Regions from separate parts of the Macaca mulatta genome. Here region 2 is linked to region 1. Evidence: chromatin contacts called from public Hi-C data. All regions are on one chromosome and are shown on one strand. Each heading gives the region's core, a stretch centred on a gene start, on an enhancer-like site or on the middle of the called end of the contact. The rest is flanking DNA. Distances are from core to core; before and after follow the strand shown. Region 1 holds the start of RNF138 (ring finger protein 138). Region 2 holds the start of TRAPPC8 (trafficking protein particle complex subunit 8).

The links. A called contact is a pair of places that touch in the nucleus more often than the background predicts.
Region 2: a contact with region 1 is called in a Hi-C map of fetal cortical plate, with 2.0 times the contacts expected there. The contact joins the promoter of TRAPPC8 here to the promoter of RNF138 in region 1. A contact is called at or near these places in 2 of 14 Hi-C or Micro-C datasets (fetal cortex germinal zone and fetal cortical plate).

What each region holds. Positions count from the first base shown.
Region 1 is chr18:60,410,330-60,417,111 of T2T-MMU8v2.0, reverse strand. RNF138 (ring finger protein 138) reads left to right here and starts at 2,490. Exons shown (of 5, transcript XM_077975066.1): 1 at 2,490-2,688. The coding sequence starts at 2,579. It overlaps LOC114673898 (small nucleolar RNA U13), which reads left to right and starts at 4,120; the gene lies at 4,120-4,222.
Region 2 is chr18:60,566,202-60,572,983 of T2T-MMU8v2.0, reverse strand. It overlaps TRAPPC8 (trafficking protein particle complex subunit 8), which reads right to left and starts at 3,241. Exons shown (of 29, transcript XM_015121782.3): 1 at 2,718-3,241. The coding sequence starts at 2,874.

The sequences.
Region 1 (6,782 bases), core at 1,241-3,740:
TTTATTTATTTTTATTTTTTGAGATTGAGTCTTGCTCTGTCACCCAGGCTGGAGTGCAGTGGTGTGATCTCAGCTCACTGCAACTTCCGCCTCCTGGGCTGCTTTTGAGATGTACACTAAAACCCGTTTCCTCCATAACGTTTTCTGTTAAATCCATATATTTCTAATCATTCCATTTCTGATCCTCATTATAGCCATCGCTTAATGCAAAATTTGATACTTTGGCAAATGCCATTTTTTCTCTCTCATTCTGATAGATATGTAATAATGTAAACTAGTTGAAAGCAAAGTTCATGACATCTGCATAACACCTAACAGTGCCAATGTCAACATAGACAATAAATGGCAGAATTGATTTAACTAGTCCCTTAAATGGCTTCTATTTATTCATTTAGACCATGGGGGAGGGTTTTAACAAAGTATGGTAATAAAACCTTTCTTTTCTCTGAAGCTAATTGAACATGCTATATAATGTTCCAGATTTTCCTTAGCTTCTTTCAGGTCATTGTGATCCCATCTTATAGATTTATCCTTTTTTTCTGTTTTTCTTTTTTTTTTTTGAGACAGAGTCTCACTGTCGCCAGGTCTGGAGTGCAGTGGCACAATCTCGGCTCACTGCAACCTCTGCCTCCCAGGTTCAAGCGATTCTCGTGCCTCAGCCTCCCGAGTACCTGGGATTACAGGCTCCCACCACCATGTCCGGTTAACTTTTGTATTTTTGGTAGAGATGGGATTTCATCATGTTGGCCAGGCTAGTCTTGAACTCCTGACCTCAAGTGATCCACCCGCCTTGGCCTCCCAAAGTGCTTGGATTTCAGGCGTGCGTCCAGCCTTCTCTATTTTTTTTTCTGAGACGGAGTCTCACTCTGTTATCCAGGCTGAACCATCTTATAAATTATCAATTGTGCAGATATATCTGGAAATTAAGGGCTCATCAAACAAACAAAACAAAACAAAAAAACAAGCAAGGCGTGGTGGCTCACGCTTGTAATTCCAGCACTTTGGGAGGCCCAGGCATGTGGATCACTTGAGGTCAGTTTAAGACCAGCCTGCCCAGCGTGGTAAAACCCTGTCTCTAATAAAAACACAAAAATTAGCGGGTGTGGTGGCACACGCCTGTGGTCCCAGCTATACGGGAGGCTGAGGGGGCAGAATCGCTTGAAACCGGGTGGCAGACGTTGCAGTGACCCAAGATCGCTCCACTGCACTCCAGCCTGGGAGATAGAGTGAGTACCTGTCTCAAAAAAACAAACAAAAAAAGAATAAAAATAAAACACTTAAATTAGTGAATAACCTTGGTGAAAATCCACGTCCATGCTTCTACAGCATTTCTCTTCAAAGCTAAAAAAAAAAAGAAAAAATCAAAAATCAACCCAAAGGTGTGGGTAGAAGACTCCATCTGCGACCGTATTTAAGCATCAGTCATGCCGTTAAAGGAGAAAGTGGACATCCTCTCAAGGAAACTTTAATCCTGTCCCCAAAGGATTAAAATCCTATAACAAATATTTGTTTATAACACATCTTGACAAGATCAAAACATTCTGGTGGGGCAAATAGTAAAGACTAAATCTTGAACATTGACGAAAACTTCCTGAAAAGCCCAATGTATTTGACAGGAGAGGTGGCTGGGGTCCCGGGCCTAGGGAGGCAGGGCGGGGAGGCGCAGGTGTCACCGCGGGCGCCCAGCTGCTTATGTCACAACCCGCAGAAGGTGCCACGCGCCGGTTGCTATAGAGGCCGCGCTTCACACCCCGTCCCAGCTCCCAGGCGCTCCCGCGTTCGGTGACGGCCGAGTAGGCTGTAGGCAGCGCGATGCCAAGAGAGAGCTGCTGGCGGGGGCGGGCGAATCTCCCTACACCATGAGCCTCGGGTCCGGCCCCGTTTGGGGCCGATAAGCACAGCGCAGGCCGCCCTCCATTTGCCCCGGGGCCTCGGCTGCGAAGGTAGTGGCGGCCGGACAGGAAGCCCGAGGAAAGCGCAGGGCCGCGTCTCTACGAACACGTGAAGGAAAAGCAGCTCCGTCCACAGCACCGCTTCGGGGCTCCTAGGTGAGGGTCCCCCCGGCGGAAGCGTGGAGGGGCCGGGGTGCCGGGAAGCGAGGCGGGGAGGAAGTCGCGGACACGACCTGGGGGCTCGGGGCTCGGGGTCGGGGTGAGGAGAAGAGCGGGAAAACGGTGAAAAGGAAGACCTTGGGCGAAGACGACGGCTGAGGGCGGAGCGACAGCCCGCGCCTGGAGCTCGGTGAGGGCGTGGCCTGGGGCGTGAGGCCGCGGCCTGGGGGCGAGCCGGGCGGGCCCACGGCACGCTGCAAGCCCAGCCTCCCGCCAAGCACCGCCCCCATCCAGCCCCTGTGGGAGGAGCCGTGGGAGGGGTCGCCTCTTGCCCGGCGCGTGCGGCAGTCGCGTCTCTGCGTTCGGCCCCGCCCTACCCAGGGCCCCGCCCCCTTCCTGGAGCGCGCCGCATCCTGACGCGATCCCCCTCCCCCCTCCGGGTTCGCGTAGGGAGTCGGGCCCCGGGCCGCCACCGTCACCTCGGCCGCTGCCGCTGTCGCCATCGCCTTGTTTCCCCATCCCCCGCCATGGCCGAGGACCTCTCCGCGGCCACGTCCTACACCGAAGATGATTTCTACTGCCCCGTCTGTCAGGAGGTGCTCAAAACGCCCGTGCGGACCGCGGCCTGTCAGCACGTGTGAGTAGACGCCCCCTCCCCCGCGCGGAGCCGGGTTGTTGCTTAGGCCCGGCCTCCGGCCCGGGACCCCCGGCTGCCGCCTGGCGGGAACCGAGCCCGCCGCGGCCTGCTCGAGCGTCGCTGCCCCCCGAGGTCCCGTTCCCTGCCCCTCAGAGCCCCGGGCCGCCCTCCTCCTTAGCCTCGGGGCCCGCTCTGCGCGTCCTGCCCCCTCAGCCCGAGCTCCCGCTCTCCCGCTCTCCCTGGCTTTCGCGCCCCCGGGGCAGTGGCCAGGCCGTTCCCTGCGGCGTCTTCAGGCCCCGGAGGCCCCTGTAGTCTCCGCCAGGCCCGGGAGGAATTGCAGGGAACTTGGAGCCTTTTTGTTTCTTAGCAACCCGGGTGAAGGTTGGGGTGTCGAGTGTCAAAAGCGGCCGGCGGTGCCCACGCGGGCCCGCTCGCCCCGCGACCTGCCCAGCTTTCAAGTTTCCTCTTTCAGAACCTTGGTGCGTCCCCTCGGTCCAAGAGCTCTTCTGTAACTTCCCCTCAACCCTGCTTCACAGAACACCCTCCAGAGCGTTTTGTTTCGTTTCCAGTCCACTGTGTGTTAGAGGGATCTAGAATGAGTTTTCTTCTCTGGTCTGTGAAAACCGACAGGATTTTCGGGCATGGAAGTGAGCGTTCCCCTTTGTTTTACCTTTCTGCTTATTACTTGATTAATACAAGGGTGGAGAGGAGAAAGGCAGACTTCTGTTACGAGGAATGGGCCGAAAGTGAAATGCTCCCCAGGGTGGGGGAGAGCACAAAGGGGTTGGGTGAGATAACGCGTGCGTTTGATTGGCAGGCATATTTACAAGAACTTTGATAAGATTTTATGGACGGCTAGGGTGTGAGTAAGGGTTGGAAAGCGCCCTTCTTGAAAAGGTGTATAGCCCTTCTGACAGACCTGACTGATGATCAGAGTCCCCCGGGAGCTTTTTAAGTAAACATACCAATTCCCAGGCTCCATTCCAAACTTACAAAAGAATTTTTGGGCAGGTGGGGCCTGGAAATCTTTATTTTTAAAAAATACACTCAGGCTTGAAAGTTACGTGTGCTTGCAAACAACCGAAAAGAATTGACTAACCTTCTAAATGTATTTCATTCTCTTTCCACTTTTTTTTTTTTTTTTTGAGGTAAGGCTCTATAATTTTGTAAAGGATGGATTGAATTTTTGGGTCTTAATTGCAAATGCCCTTACTCTGGTTGTTTTCTTGATACCAACTCTTCTCATTTTGTTCCCCAATCTTAACTGCACTGTCTACTTTATTTCTATTTTGTGCTGGTTGTGTGAGCCAAGAGTGTGTGGATTTTCATGATAGAGATTATGCCAGTTACGCTTTCGCTCTTTAAGGGAGATGAATGACATCTTATTATTTTGTGCAACAAATGCAGATTCTTAGAGAAATGTTTTGAGGGATCCTTTTGTAGTTCATAATGTGATGATTGAGTGTTCACAGGCATGTGTGAGATGTGCCACCCTCAAACCTTGTTACAAGGTCAACACATTACCCATTTGACATGAAAAAAAAGGTTTGGAGGTGTCTAGGGCACAATATAGATCTTTCACCTTTAATCTAGCATAACTTGGTCCCTTTCCAATATATAAAAAAATTTAAGTGCTGTGTTGGCAGTGGGTAGATAAAAGGGAGGGAGGAGGGCAAGGTGAGAGGAAGTTGTAATAGCTGCTAACTGTATATATACAAAGCAGGTATTTTTTTTAGATAGAATCATTCTAATTATCCTTTGGGTCATTGACCTCATGGGCCTCATTGTAATTTCTTAGCACTCCCCAAAATTCCGTGTAGATTGCTCTAGTCCACTTCCCTTGTGGGACATTTTAAATCAAGGACTATAATTTGGTTTGACCTCAAGACTGTGGAAAATGTTGGAGATGATTGTATTTAATTCAGGACCTTTCTCAAATCAACTCATTATGCTTAGACAGTTCTGCCTGAACAATGAATTAAAGAATAGGCAGAGGGAGAAAAAAGTTTAATTTGGAAGAGGTGGTAATGGAGGAACAGGATCTTAATCAGTTGGAGTTTAGTGGGGGAATTGGAGAGAATTTTTAAAAATTATTATTTTTTCGAGACATGGTCTTGCTCTGTTGTCCAGGGTGGAGTGCAGTGGTGTGATCACGTTTCATTGCAGCCTTGACTTCCCCCGTTCAAGCAACCATCCCGCCTCAGCCTCTCAAGTTGCTGGGACTACAGGAGCATGCCACCATGCCTGGCTAATTTTGTTTTCTTTTTTATAGAGACAGGGCCTCACTATGTTGCCCAGTCAGGTCTTGAACTCCCAGGCTGAAGTCATTCTCTGCCTTGGCCTCCTGCCGTGGCCTCCCAAAGTGCTGGGATTACAGGCATGAGACATGGCGCCTGACCTATTTTTTAAGTAACATAGTTATCTATGTCATTTACCCTGCCTTCTTCACAAAGGACAGACCTGTGCCTTTAAAGAAATTTATATTTGGCTACAAAATCAATTTTTGATTCATGAATAGAGAGTTGAAATGATAAGGACTTTGGGTTACTGTGGATCAGTTAGAAAATGAAAAATTTTAATTGCCATTTCAATGACAGTACAGGATTTGACTACTGACTCTCCTAGTTAAAGGAGCAAGTTCATTATCATTAGAATAACATTACTAAAATATAAATTCCCATTTAATCCCCATTCGTTCCCTGCAGTTGTTGAATGCTTTCTATTTGTCTGGTGCAGGGACTACTAAGTACTGTTTCCCTGGAGACTGTTAATAGTCCGCTGGAGAGACCTACACATGAGTGTGATTGATACAGAAGATATTTTATGTGAGCATCTAGAGCAGGTATCTAAATTAGCCTAAAGGATAGGGATGATTTCCTAGATGAAGTAACGCCTTAGGTCAGCGTTTGTGTTCAGGGTTTGTGGGGAATGCCAGAGTCAAGGAGGGTACAGAGGATGAATGTGAGCTGGACTTTGAAATTTGGCTGGAGCCAAAGACAGCGTAGTGGAGATGGAGCTTTTAGAGTTATTGGCAGGAACTTACTGAGTAAGCTAATTTGAGCGTTTTCCTGAAAACCTATTAAATAATTAGATAACCTAATGAATAATACTAGACCTAGTAAATAATTTTTGGCAGAGGAGCAGCATGGTCACATTTCATTTTTAGAAAATTTACCTTCATAGCAGGGTTTTCAGCTTGGTAGTGGTGAGACTAGTGAAGAGGTCATTCATTGATGTGTCAGGGAGAGAAATGATTAGAACCTGAACTAAGGAATTGATAGTAGGAATGGAGCAGAGAGACTCCTGACATTTTAAGGACAGTGTGTGAGATTTGTTGACTGTGTGTTCAGTAGTTAAGTGTATATACCATATGTAGATCTGGAATACATGGAGCTAAAGCTGTGGGTGTCGACGTAGTCACCGAGTGAGGTATATAAATGGAAAGATTGAAGAGCATCTAGATAAAGCAAAGTGCTGGAGAATACGTACTTAAATACTGAGTGGAGAAAATTGCAGCCTGACAAGGAATGAACAGAAGGATAGGAAGAACACCAGGAATAAAGTGAGTGGAAACTGAGGATTCAAATAATCTGCAAATGACTGTTAAGGAAGCAGTCAGCATTGTCAGATGCCTTAGAGTGGTCAGATGTAATTTTGTTTTTATTTTTTTTGAAATAGGGTCTCGCTCTGTTGTGAGAGTGCAGTGGCATGATCATAGCTTACTGCAACCGCAACCTCCCAGGCTCAAGAAATCTTCCCACCTCAACCTCCCAAGTAGCTGGGACTACAGGCACTCACCACCATACCTGGCTGTTAAAATTTTTTTTTTTTTTTTTAAACTTGCTTTGTTGCCCAACCTAGTCTCTAACTCCTGGGCACAAGCTGTCCTCCTGCCTCAGCCTCCCAAAGTGCTGGGGTTACAGGCAAGAGCCTCCACACCTGGCAGATGTAATATTTTGAAAACATGTTAAGACAAATTAGTATGAAAGTTGAGCAGGTAGTCAAAGCAAGGTTTCAGAAGAAAGTACAGACTGGCGTAGGAGTAAGGTGTTTATCTCTTTTGGTGTTTATTCTGTAATCTTCAAAGGCTCTTG
Region 2 (6,782 bases), core at 1,992-4,491, 160 kb before region 1:
TGGAGTGCAGTGGCCGGATCTCAGCTCACTGCAAGCTCCGCCTCCCGGGTTCACGCCATGCTCCTGCCTCAGCCTCCCGAGTAGCTGGGACTACAGGCGCCCGCCACCTCGCCCGGCTAGTTTTTTTTTTGTATTTTAGTAGAGACGGGGTTTCACTGTGTTAGCCAGGATGGTCTCGATCTCCTGACCTCATGATCCGCCCGTCTCGGCCTCCCAAAGTGCTAGGATTACAGGCTTGAGCCACCGCGCCCGGCCTCTTTTTACTTTTTTAATGTAGCTACTAAAATTTTTTTTTTTTTTTTTTTTTTTTTGAGGCGGAGTCTCGCTCTGTCGCCCAGGCTGGAGTGCAGTGGCCCCATCTCGGCTCACTGCAAGCTCCGCCTCCCGGGTTCCGGCCATTCTCCTGCCTCAGCCTCCCGCGTAGCTGGGACTACAGGCGCCGCCACCACGCCCGGCTAATTTTTTGTATTTTTAGTAGAGACGGGGTTTCACTGTGTTAGCCAGGATGGTCTCGATCTCCTGACCTCGTGATCCGCCCGTCTCGGCCTCCCAAAGTGCTGGGATTACAGGCTTGAGCCACCGCGCCCGGCCCTAAAATTTTTTTGTTTTTGTTTTTGAGATGGGGTCTCACTCTGTGCTAGGCTAGAGTGCAGTGGCGCCATCTCGGCTCACTGCAACCTCCCAGTCCCAGGTTCAAGTGATTCTCCTGCCTCAGCCTCTCTGAGTAGCTGGTACTACAGGCGCCCACCACCATGCCCAGCTAATTTTTCTGTTTTTAGTAGAGACGGGGTTTCACCATGTTAACCAGGATGGTCTCCATCTCTTGACCTCATGATGCACCTGCCTCGACCTCCCAGAGTGCTGGGATTACAGGCGTGAGCCACTGCGCCCGGCCAAAAATTTTTAATTATACTTGTGACTCACATTATATTTCAATTAGACATCACTGCTCTATGGTGTAAATACGTAATTCTAAACATTGTCAGGAGATAAGATGATTAAGAACACAATGTCTTGAGTCACACTGCCTGCCTGTTTCAAATCTTTCCCTGATGCAAAACTGTGAACAAATTAACACTTCCATGCTTGAAGGTCCAAATTTAAAATTGCAATAACACAGGATTCAATGAGGACTAAAAAAGTTACACGAAGCAAGTATCAAGTATTAGCATTATTATTACTTATTAACAAAGTAGGAAAGAGTATATATATAAAAGTCAAACTAGCTCAAGTGTTTGTGTTTTTTTTAGGAATTCAAGGCCAGGCGCGGTGCCTCATGCCTGTAATCCCAGCACTTTGGGAGGCTGAGGCGGGCAGATCACCTGAGATCTGGAGTTTGAGACCAACCTGACCAACATGGAGAAACCCCGTTCTCCACTAAAAATACAAAAATTATCCGGGCGTGGTGGCACATTCCTGTAATCTCAGCTACTCAGAAAGCTGAGGCAGGAGAATCGCTTGAACCTGGGAGGCGGAGGTGGTGGTGAGCCGAGATCACGCCATTGCACTCCAGCCTGGGCAACAAGAGCGAAACTCCGTCTCAAATAAATAAATAAATAAATAAGCAAATAATTAAAAAAAAAATTAAAAACGTAGGGCATGTTGTTGTTCTTGTTACGTCCAACATTGAAGGAACTGAGACTGATACAGGCTAAAGAAAATCCAAAAGTTTCCAAACTTTGTTTTTTTGAACGGCTCCCTCTCTCTGCTAAAAACAAAAGCTAATTTGTAATGGAATTATTCTCCCACAAAACAGGGTAGCTCAAAAATACATGAATTTATGGTACAGCACTAATTTTTTTTGTGGATAAGTCATATTAAGCTAATAAACATCACAGTCGTTTGCCTGACACAGACTTATAATGAAACCCTTCAGTTCTCACCGACCTTAATAAAAAAAACTTTACTTGGACTTTGTTGTTTGCAAGATACTGGCTAAAACATGTTTGAAGCTTTACTACATTATTTTCTCCTAATAAAAAAATCCAAATCTGGAGAAAACGGGTAGCTCCTTAACAATACGTTCCTTAACAAGAGAAGACACTTCCATCCCTATAAGTATAGATAACTCCAAATATCTAGGTCAAATGAACCACAACTTGGGCTTGCTTCCTTTTCCTTCGGGCAAAAAGCTGTTTCAAGTTTTATTCGTCATATAATACTTTTAATTTTCTTGAGAGGTAAGCAAAATACCGTAGAGCTAAGAATATCTTAGTAAAATAGCTAAACGGTAGTTCAGAGATGACCCTCAACGCTACAAGAACGTAACAACATCCAGAACTACTTTGAAAGTCCAGTTTAACATCCAAGGGAGGATGACAGGTCTTCCTTACTCAGACCCTGTCGGTCTAAGAGGCAACATTTTCCTACTTTAGCGGCTTTGCAACTGCCTAATTCCTTCGCTATGGCCGTGGAGAACAGTATCAATGCCGTTCTCCTAGACTCACGTTTATCTTTGAACCAATTACTTAACGACCTAGGTTGTCCGAGGAAGAAAGAAAGTGCCCAGAAATACTGGAGCTTAGGACTGCGTTGTCTTGACAACCTCATGGTCCCTCCTCCGGCCGCCCCCGAAGCACCTCGGGGCCACAGTCCCAGACGCCACGGTACCGGCTCCGGTACGTAAACACTGCCCTTCTCTCCCCTGCACGCCCGCAACTTCCTTCTCCCATCACGGCTTTGCGAGAGCCCACTGGAAAAGGGAGGATACCACATACCCTCGGAAGTGAGGCGGGAGAAGGGCTTAAGCAGCTCCGCGAAGCTGAGGTGATTGAGACGAGTGAGCCGCTCGGCTTCGTCGCTGCACAGCGCAGCGACACAGGGGACGAAGGAGTCCGGGATTAGCTCCTGCACTGATTGTACACACTGGGCCATCGCCGCGGCAGAGGCAGCGGCGGCGCCGGCCCTCCGGCCCACCCTGAGAGGTGATCCTGCGGCTGCAGCAGCTACCGCCGCCGCCCGCCGGCCTGGCCCGGCCGGGCGGGGCCCCGAACGCACTGGAGCCTAGAGACAAGTAGAAGGAACAGGCGCCGCCGCTTCGGTTTCTGGGGCACAATCCACTGAACCCCCCCTTCCCGTCACCGCCGATCCTCAGCGCTCGTCTCCGCGTGCTCGCATTCCACCCCGATAGGTGGAGACGCCGAGAGTCACCACTTAGTCCTTCGGACGGCAAAACCTTGGTCACTGCCCGGCCGGAACCGCCATGTTGAGGCCGAACGCTGACCAACCGGCAGTACTACTCCCAGCTGCCCCCGCGCGCATCCCTCACGTGACTGTTAAAGGAGACAGTAGGGGCAAGGGAAGAGAGCTGAGAAGAGGGAAGTGGAGAGCGACGGAGGCCGGTTGGGAGGCTGGAGCCGGAAGTGCTGTGACGGAAGCTCCCCCACCCACTGGGCGAGGCGGGGCTACAAGTGCGGTGGGCGGGGCCGGGGGCAGAGGGAGGTGGGCAACTCTAGGCCAGGTTCTCTAGCTCGCCCTTGGCAGAGCGGAGCTGAGAGCGACCTGCTAGCGGCCCGCGGAACCTCGGGACGGGTGCTGTCGCAGTGATGGAGGCGCACGCTCGTTTTCCACGCAGGCCCGGCCTTTTTGACGTCCCTAAGGCTCTCTCGCTGGCTGTTGTGGGCAACCGATGCGGTTGGTCGCGCTGCTTCCTACGCTCGCCGGCGGAGCAGTGAGTTGCACCTGCTCGGGGAGAGGGTGTGGATCTCTCGGAAGTGCTTGGGGTTTCCCTGAAGCGGACCTGAACAGACCGTGTATCCTTTAAATACAGCCATGCTTTTAGAAACGGACTGTCACTTTATGTGGACTTAACCATTGAACAGAATGTGTGCTGTTGTGAGTGCTGCAATTCACTAGCGTGTAATTGCGCTACTGCATTTTTGTTGGTCGCAGGGAAAGGGTGTGCCTGCAGATCTGCGTGGTTCGTCCTCAGCCTCTTCCTTTTTGCACTCTGCTAGGATCTTTACTTACTGGTGGTGGAGGTAGGGGGAGCCAGTATTTTTATGTACTGTGTACTGTCCTGAACCAGCTTTCATTCCTAACTTTTCAAACATTGTTTTAAAGGGGGCAGGGGGCGGAAAGGTCAATGGTGTGTGCCTTGTAAGTAAAAGTGAATGAAAAGAATTTTACTAATGTGTCACTCAATTGTTTTGAGTTCCTTCTGTATTACATGCCAAAAAAATAAGGCAGGGAAAAATGTATCATTCTGTCATGATTTTATGGTGCTTTAATTAAAGGAGTCTTCCCCAACGTCAATGTCTCAAAATTTTTCGACTTCTTGACACCCTCAGGTTTTTAACTATGGTAATAATTTATGACAAGTAAGATGTAGGCTTCTCATGTAAGTTGATAAATGGGAGGTAGGAAGGCACAGCAGGACATATTGATGGCATGCATTGGCTACAGATTAATTTATAAGAGTGTCCATCACTTTAGGAGATTTATTTGCCAAAGTTAAGGACGATCCCGGGAAACAGGTCTATGCCTTTCTTCGAAGATGATTTTGAGGGCTCCAATTTTTTTTTTTTTTTTTTTGAGACGGAGTCTCGCTCTGTCGCCCAGGCTGGAGTGCAGTGGCCGGATCTCAGCTCACTGCAAGCTCCGCATCCCAGGTTTACGCCATTCTCCTGCCTCAGCCTCCCGAGTAGCTGGGACTACAGGCGCTCGCCACCTCGTCCGGCTAGTTTTTTGGTTTTTTTAGTAGAGACGGGGTTTCACCGTGTTAGCCAGGATGGTCTCGATCTCCTGACCTCGTGATCTGCCCGTCTCGGCCTCCCAAAGTGCTGGGATTACAGGCTTGAGCCACCGCGCCCGGCCGAGGGCTCCAAATTTAAAGGGGAATGGGCGGGATATTGAGAAGCACACAGTTTTCGTGTAAGCGGGGGGGGGGGGGGGTTAGGAGAAAATAGTAATTCTTGCCTTTGTCTGACTCAGTGAACCTGCATTTTTTACATAAGATGACATAAAAGGGGCAGAGGAAAAATGTGGGAATCTGCATTTTTCATAACAGACAAAATTGGGTAGGGGAACAATCAGATGTGCATTTGTGTCTGGTGGGCTGGGATGACCACCTGTAAAGATAAGCTATCAATTTGCATTGTCATGAAGTTTTAACAGCACACTAAGGATTTCCTTATGGGCAAAATATGGGGGAGACGTGTAGCTTTTCATCTTGCAGCCATCTTATTTAGGAACCAAAAGGGGGAGGCAGATTTGCGTGACCAGTCCCAGCTTGACTTTTCCCTTTGGCTAAATCAGTTTGGGGTCCCAAAATTTAATTTCCTTTTGCAAGAGATAACATCTGCTAGTTAAGGGTCTGGAAATTCATTTCCTTGAAACTATCTATGTCTGGAAATTATATTAAATCCCTAGGGGTACACACAATCCCTTTTCAATGCTTCTGATACACTTCCTTACCCTTTATAATGTGAGAATCTCGTATAATTTAGTGTGACTCAGGTTGTAAGATTACATTTTTTATAACAGGACTCCTAAATGCAAACATACTATTTATCCTAGTACTCTCTAAAAAGTTTCAAAGGCCATTTGTTTTTATGCTGAAAGTAAAAACAGCTGAATTAGACTGTTTGAAAAGGAATTTCAATGGTAATTTAGCCAAAATAGATTTTTCTGAGATATAATTCACATGCCATAAAATTTACCCCTTCAAATAAGTGTACAATTTAGTGGTTTTTAGTTTATTCCAAAAGTTGTGTGACCATTACTACTATCTAATTCCAGAACATGTTCATCCCAAAAAGAAGCCTGGTACAGGCTTTTATCATTCTGCACCCTGCCACGCCCTCCAACCCCTGGCAATCACTAATCTACTTTCTGTCTATGTAGATTTACCTATTCTGGACATTTCATATAAGTGAAATTGTAGGCCGGGCGCGGTGGCTCAAGCCTGTAATCCCAGCACTTTGGGAGGCCGAGATGGGCGGATCACGAGGTCAGGAGATCGAGACCATCCTGGCTAACACGGTGAAACCCCGTCTCTACTAAGAAATACAAAAAATAGCCGGGCGAGGTGGCAGCGCCTGTAGTCCCAGCTACTCGGGAGGCTGAGGCCGGAGAATGGCGTGAACCCGGGAGGCGGAGCTTGCAGTGAGCTGAGATCCGGCCACTGCACTCCAGCCTGGGCTACAGAGCGAGACTCCGTCTCAAAAAAAAAAAAAATAAAATAAATAAATAAATAAGTGAAATTGTATAATATTTGGCCTCTGTACACATATTACTACACTTAGCAATATGTTACGTGAATCATTACTTCACTCCTTTTTATGGCTGAGCCTAAATGGGTTTTTGTCTTATGCATTGACTTTGCAGGGTTTTTTTGGGTTTTTTGTTTGTTTTTTAATATGTAGAGATGAGGGCTCACTGTATTGCCCAGGCTGGCCTCAAAATCTGGGCTCTAGTGATCCTTCTGCCTTAGCCTCCCAAAATGGTGGGATTGCTGGTATGAGCCACGGCACCCAGACTCACTTCACAATCTAATGCCACACCCATACACAGTGTTTCCAGTGAGTAACTTCACTGTGTAAATCTACTTCTTTCATAATCTATCCTGGTCTCTTCTTTCTTTTGGCAAGGTACTGTTTGAACTGTGGAAACACCTTAAAGTCTCGATGATACTGAGGACTAAACTCTGACTTTTTTCCCCCTCTTCCCCGAATTCCTATCTAAGTGGCCTGTGGAGTCACACTCTACAAACCATAAAATGTTATCAAATTGGCCGGGCGCGGTGGCTCACGCCTGTAATCCCAGTACTTCGGGAGGCTGAG